Regions from separate parts of the Gossypium hirsutum genome. Here region 1 is linked to region 2. A link is a contact called in public Hi-C data. All regions are on one chromosome and are shown on one strand. The core of a region is the stretch at or near the end of the contact, and the rest is flanking DNA. Distances in the headings are between cores, read along the strand shown. Region 1 holds the start of LOC107961636 (ethylene-responsive transcription factor ERF017). Region 2 holds the start of LOC107961637 (20 kDa chaperonin, chloroplastic).

What was found. A called contact is a pair of places that touch in the nucleus more often than the background predicts.
Region 1: a contact with region 2 is called in a Hi-C map of leaf, with 3 times the contacts expected there. The contact joins the promoter of LOC107961636 here to the promoter of LOC107961637 in region 2. A contact is called at or near these places in 3 of 34 Hi-C or Micro-C datasets (leaf and petal).

What each region holds. Positions count from the first base shown.
Region 1 is chrA06:21,682,260-21,685,084 of Gossypium_hirsutum_v2.1, forward strand. LOC107961636 (ethylene-responsive transcription factor ERF017) reads right to left here and starts at 1,456. Exons shown (of 1, transcript XM_016897694.2): 1 at 447-1,456. The coding sequence starts at 1,288. The coding sequence ends at 692.
Region 2 is chrA06:21,542,390-21,545,399 of Gossypium_hirsutum_v2.1, forward strand. It overlaps LOC107961637 (20 kDa chaperonin, chloroplastic), which reads right to left and starts at 1,259. Exons shown (of 10, transcript XM_041115858.1): 1 at 977-1,259; 2 at 351-606; 3 at 1-268.

The DNA.
Region 1 (2,825 bases), core at 206-2,705, 140 kb after region 2:
TCTACAAGTATCTTTCAAGTGACTTCTAGTTATGCCATGTATCCAAAAAGTGCAGGGTGTGTTTAAAATGATGCATTTAAGCATTCGAACATTTAGTGGAAATATGGCGTTGTATTAATAAATTGGGAAGGTCAGGATGGAGAATAAGAGCTAGGGAAGTAAAATTGGGAAAGTGAAAAGTGAAATCCAAGTTTAAATAAAGAAGATGCGCAAGCACTGTTGGAACTGATTAAACACTTTGATACCAACCCTTAAATAAGATCTGAAAAACAAAATAGAATAATTTACCCCTTAAATGGAGTACGGTCTGTTCTGACTCCAAGCAAGAAATTAAAATTTTAAATGAGAAATACCGACAAATTTTTCATTCTAAGCTCACACATGAAATTTATGTGTACCGACAGGTTGAGAGACATCCTATAAGGTTTCCATTTTAACAGCTGTAGTAATATAATAATCCTTTTATATTTTATTAAAACAATAAACAGTAATCCATCCAATTACTACAAAAAATTACACACGAAAAAGAAGAAAAATAAAAAATTTTATAAACTTTACATTCGTTTTACGGAGTAAGCTATTATAATTGCTGCTTTTAAGGATGAGCAAAGAAGGATGGCCGTACAAAAATTGGCCCTCTCGAATATCCGGATCCAACTCTGGATACTAAAATGCCCAGGTCGACCCGATTTTAGAAATTCCAAAGAAAAGATTCTGGAACTAAAATCCCATCCAAATAATCCTCTTCGTACCCGATGCTGGGCAACGATGATCCGAGAAAAGCACTTGAGAAATCCTCAAATCCAGGGAATAGCAACCCATAATCCGATTCATAATTACCCGAACCGATTGTCAAAAGATCCAGAAACGACCCGTCCATAGGCAACTCACTATCTAACTGAACAGTCCCGTCCGAAACCGACGGTGATGGGGACTCCGTTTGGAACCCAGAGTTGGATTGCTCGGATTGGATCCTGGGAGGCTCCGAGTTCGCAAACTGTGCTGCAGCGGCTTGAATTTGGGGCGGCGTTAAAGACCTAGCTCCAGCTATCTCGGGAGGGTTATCAGGGAAGTTGAATTTGGCAGAGAGGCCGCGTAAGCAAAAAAGAGCGGCGTCGAAAGCACGCGCTGCTTTCTCGGCTGAGTCATAAGATCCCAGCCAAATCCTTTCCCTGCTGTTGGGTAGTCTGATTTCGGACACCCATTTCCCCCATTTTCGCTTTCGGACACCCTTGAACCGTGAATCGCTTCGCTCCACTGCTGGTTTTTCACTTATGTGTTTCACCATCTTCGAGTGCTATATGGCTGAAGTCTTGATTTCTTTGTTTTTGTTTTGTTCCTTGCAGAGGATTTGGTTATTGTTGTTGTTGTTGTTTGAGATTGAGAAGTAGACGAATTTGCGGCTCTGTTATATATAGCATATGGGGGAAGCCATCCTCTGACTCTGAGTGATGAGTCAAAGTTAAAGAGACGCGTCGATTGGAATTTGGAAGCCGCAAAGAGCTTCACTATGCTGATGTGGCGTCTTACGGATGTCCAAAAGTTCTACGCGGGGATGAAATTTCCACCATGTGCCTCTTTTATTGCTCGTGCCAATATTCTACATCTAGAGACTAATTTAATTGTTAAGAATAATTTATTGGGACTTTAAAAACTATAAACATATTGCTGCACTGGATACGCATCGAATGCATGCGCTAGTCTCCTCACTCAGCTCTACAATTAACTTTTACATTAGAATTGCCAGAAAAGGAAAATGAAATTATTTTGAAGAAGAAAACTTTTTAAAAATATAAAATATCAACAACATGGTATGTATGTTTATTTGGCATTACTTTTATATTTAACCACATTTAGACCATCACAACAACAAAAATAATTATAATAGTAAATTTAAGAAATTAGAAATCATGAAATGCTATGTCCAATTTATGTTACTTGTGGGTATCTCTTAAGATTTATTATGTGTTTAAATTTTATATATTTATTATTTTATAAAAAAGAAATACATTTTTAATTATTTTTCTACTGACTTGATATTCAATTAAAGTGTAATTAATACTAACTTAATCAATAATTTGAATATAATATAAATAAGTTAGATTTAAATTAAATGAAATATTAAAACAAGGATAATTATTTACTATATAGCCGGTGGAATAAGTGGAATTAAGATTTTATCATATGTTTTTAAGTTGTATTTAAAATATTTAAAAATATATAAATAAGATATGTGACAAAATCTCAACTTCACTTATGGAATAAAAATTTCCACCACTTATATACCAAATAATTACCCTAAAAACAAATAATGGATGTAAAGTAATCCTACTCCTAACATTATAAAGTATGACCGGATTAATAATTGAACTTAAATTATAATTAGATTAGAATAATTCTAGGCATGATTTGCATATATTGACTTAATCTAACATAAAATTTAAAAGGTAAACTACACATATAGTCCCCCAACTATAAAAAACTTTCATTTTAGGCATTCAAGATAAAAAAAATTTGCAATTTAAATATTCATGTTACATAGTTTAGTCATTTTGATCACTCCCGTTAAAATCACAAATAGCAAGATGACCTAGCAGTTAAAAATGGTATAATAACAAATTTAACTCTCAACTTTTACATATTATGTCAATTTAGTCATAATTTTAAAAAGTAACTCTCAAAATTAACAAATGTTCTCAATTTAATCCTAATTTTAAAAAATTAAAGAAATATATAAAAACACAAATATTTTATTTATTTTTATTCAATCCAATTTTTTTTTTAAATATTGAAAACTAATATATCAAAACCATCCCGTGAATTTG
Region 2 (3,010 bases), core at 9-2,508:
GAAACTGCTCAGTAAGAAGTGCCTATAAACTATTACAGGATACTACATTGAATCCTAGTAATTATATACAGGCCGATACTAAAAATTTTTACAAGAAATTGCGGAACCTATACATGCCTTCGAAATTCAAAATTACAATGTGGAAAATTTTGTGGAATTACATCCCCACTTTTTTCTAATCTGAAGATGAGAAGAGTAATGGTTGAGGATCAGTGTATTAGATGCCATCAAGGTGAAGGAGACAGTAACCATGTCTTCTGATTGTACCCTACAACGAAGGAAGTGTGGAGACATTTAAACTTCTCATGGGTTCTTAATAATAGCAATCCAGATTTTTGGACTTGGCTTACTTTGGTTTTCAATCAAGGGACGAATGAGCAATGTAGAATCTTTTGTTGCGGACTCTGGTTAATATGGACAAATAGAAACAAGTTAATCTATGAAGGCAAATCAAGCACCAGTCAAGATATCTCAAAACAAGTTACCAGTTACATTTCAGAGTTGGATGGTATAGAGGACAAAGTACTTATCTTGGAAGCAAAAACGAGACCCATACAGAACATGTAGAGGGCGAAGGTGGCTATCTATTTTGATGCGGCTTTTGACCTACAAAATTTTAGATCTACATCAAACCTAGTTGTTAAAGATGAGGGGGTAGAATCATAGCATTAAAATCAACTCTTCATTTCAACGTTGCATCTCCGTTTGGGTGGAAGCACATGTAGGATTTCAAGCAAAAAAATTAGGGATTCATATGGGTTTTCATACTCTGGACATACTAGGAGACTCGAGAACGATAATAACAAAATGTCAAAGTGCAGATCGTGACAGATCAAATATCGGAGCAATTATCGGTGACATTCAAAGTCTAAAGACACATTTCCAAGAAATCAGATCCCATTTCATCCCAAGGACAAAAAATACATGCGCTCATCTATTAGCAAAAGCAGCACTCAAGAATGGCAAGGAACAATACCTAGAGGGAGGGATTCCACAATCGATTAGAAGAGAAATAGAGAAAAATTTCCGGGAACTTTCAAATTAAAAGAGAAGAAGAAACGACTAAGACCATCGGAATGAAAGAGGAAAAGAAGAGTTTGTGACTTTTGAAATGGAAGAAAAGCAAATGGTTCTGTTTTGGAAATAAAGTAGATAAGCAAAAGATTTTTTTCAGAAGATCTGCTTCGCTTTACAGCTGTCTCGGGGATATGAATTGGCAGTATCATTATGATGGCCAGCTGTACCCGACGACTGGAGTATAGATATAGGTTTATTATTTCAGTTCAGTTTTTATTTTTGAATTTATGGGCCAATCTGATGGCGGCCAGTTTTTGTTATTTGTTTTCTTAGGCCTACTTAGCTAGAGTTAACCGAATCCAACATATGGGATATTTTTTTGTTTAAGATTTGAATTCATTAATCCAATTGAATTTTTTTTTAAAAGTATAGTCCCTCTTAAATCCATAAATAAAAAAATAATGCATTTTAACGCACTCAAACTCATATTTTTCTATATTGACATTAATATTCATATCAATCAAACTAATGCTAAATCAACAATAGATGAATATTTAGTAATTGTTTTCAAAGTTAAAAGCACAACCATAGGTACTGAAATGCATAAAAAGCGGTCCATAATTATAACGAAAAAAGAGTATACTTCACAAAAAATATTGATGTGTGGCGCAAAAAAGAACATCATTTGTCACAAAAAGAATCATCATTCACCAGTGTACTTTAAACTTTTTTTTAAAATTTTCTTTAAATTTTTTCAATAATATTATTAATTTCCACTGATTTCTTTTCAAATTTTTAATTTTTTTATAAATTTTATAATTCATATGTTTTTTTCTAGATTATATATATATATATTCTAAACTTTTATATATTTATTTCCATTTTTACATTTTTAATGTGTATATACAATTAATAAAGAAAATAGTTATTTTTGTATATAAAGGCACCTCGTGGTATTTTTTTAATTGGCTATGAGAAAAATTGGATTAAAAAAATATCACGAAGGTATATTTTAGGTATTAAATTGAAAATTCAAGTGTTTTTAAGGTATAAAATTGAGGGAAAAAAATAAGGATTAAAACGAGAAAACAAGTATACTTTAGGAGCTAAAATGAATGAAGCCTAAAATAAATAAAAACATATTATGTGTATATTAAGTCAAGTAGATTGAGGAAACATAATGGGAAATGGAATGTATTTACTTTCTTTGGGTTTGCAAGGTTAATAATACCGTAAGTTGTGATACCTTTTTGAAGAATAACTTGGATTGAAAAAAAGAATTGAGTTTTACTATTGATGAAGTTTACTAATTTGTTTTGGCTCCTGTTAGACGATTGAACTCTATGGTTGTCCATAGGAACACATTCATACTGACATGCCTGTAATTAAAAATGCCATCGGAATTATACTCACAAAAGGATTAGCATATGCCTAAATATAGAAAAAATTGCAGAATAATGAGATCCTTTTGATGCCAATAATTGGTAAGTGTTTTATTTGATGGGGTCGCTTATAAATATATCGAAGCTCAGCTTAGATGAATTTAAGCCATAGGCTTCCCAATGAAAAACATAAAAAAGTTTCTACTTTTTTGTTATTCTTGCTGCAAAATAAATAGGTCCTTGATATGTCTTAATAATTCGTGTCAGGAAAAAAAGTGTTCTTTTATGATAAAAAACTGTCAAAAAATTTGATTAAGTTTCTGTTAGAATTAAGTGACTTGAATAAATAAAATTCATATAGAACTACACTTCTTTTCTTACTACACTCTTATTAGAATATGACTTTACAAAGCCTATAATTAGACATAGTCTATTACTCTTGTATTAATTCGAATTTGACATAGTGAATTTTCTTCTCCTCTGCCCGTGGTTTTACCGATGTTGTATTTTTTACAGTTTTTTTCTCTTGGTTGCCTTAGCTTTGTCGAGTTTATGCTCAGCAGTCAAGGTTGAATATGATGCTAATGCCATTATCATTGATCAAGAACGAA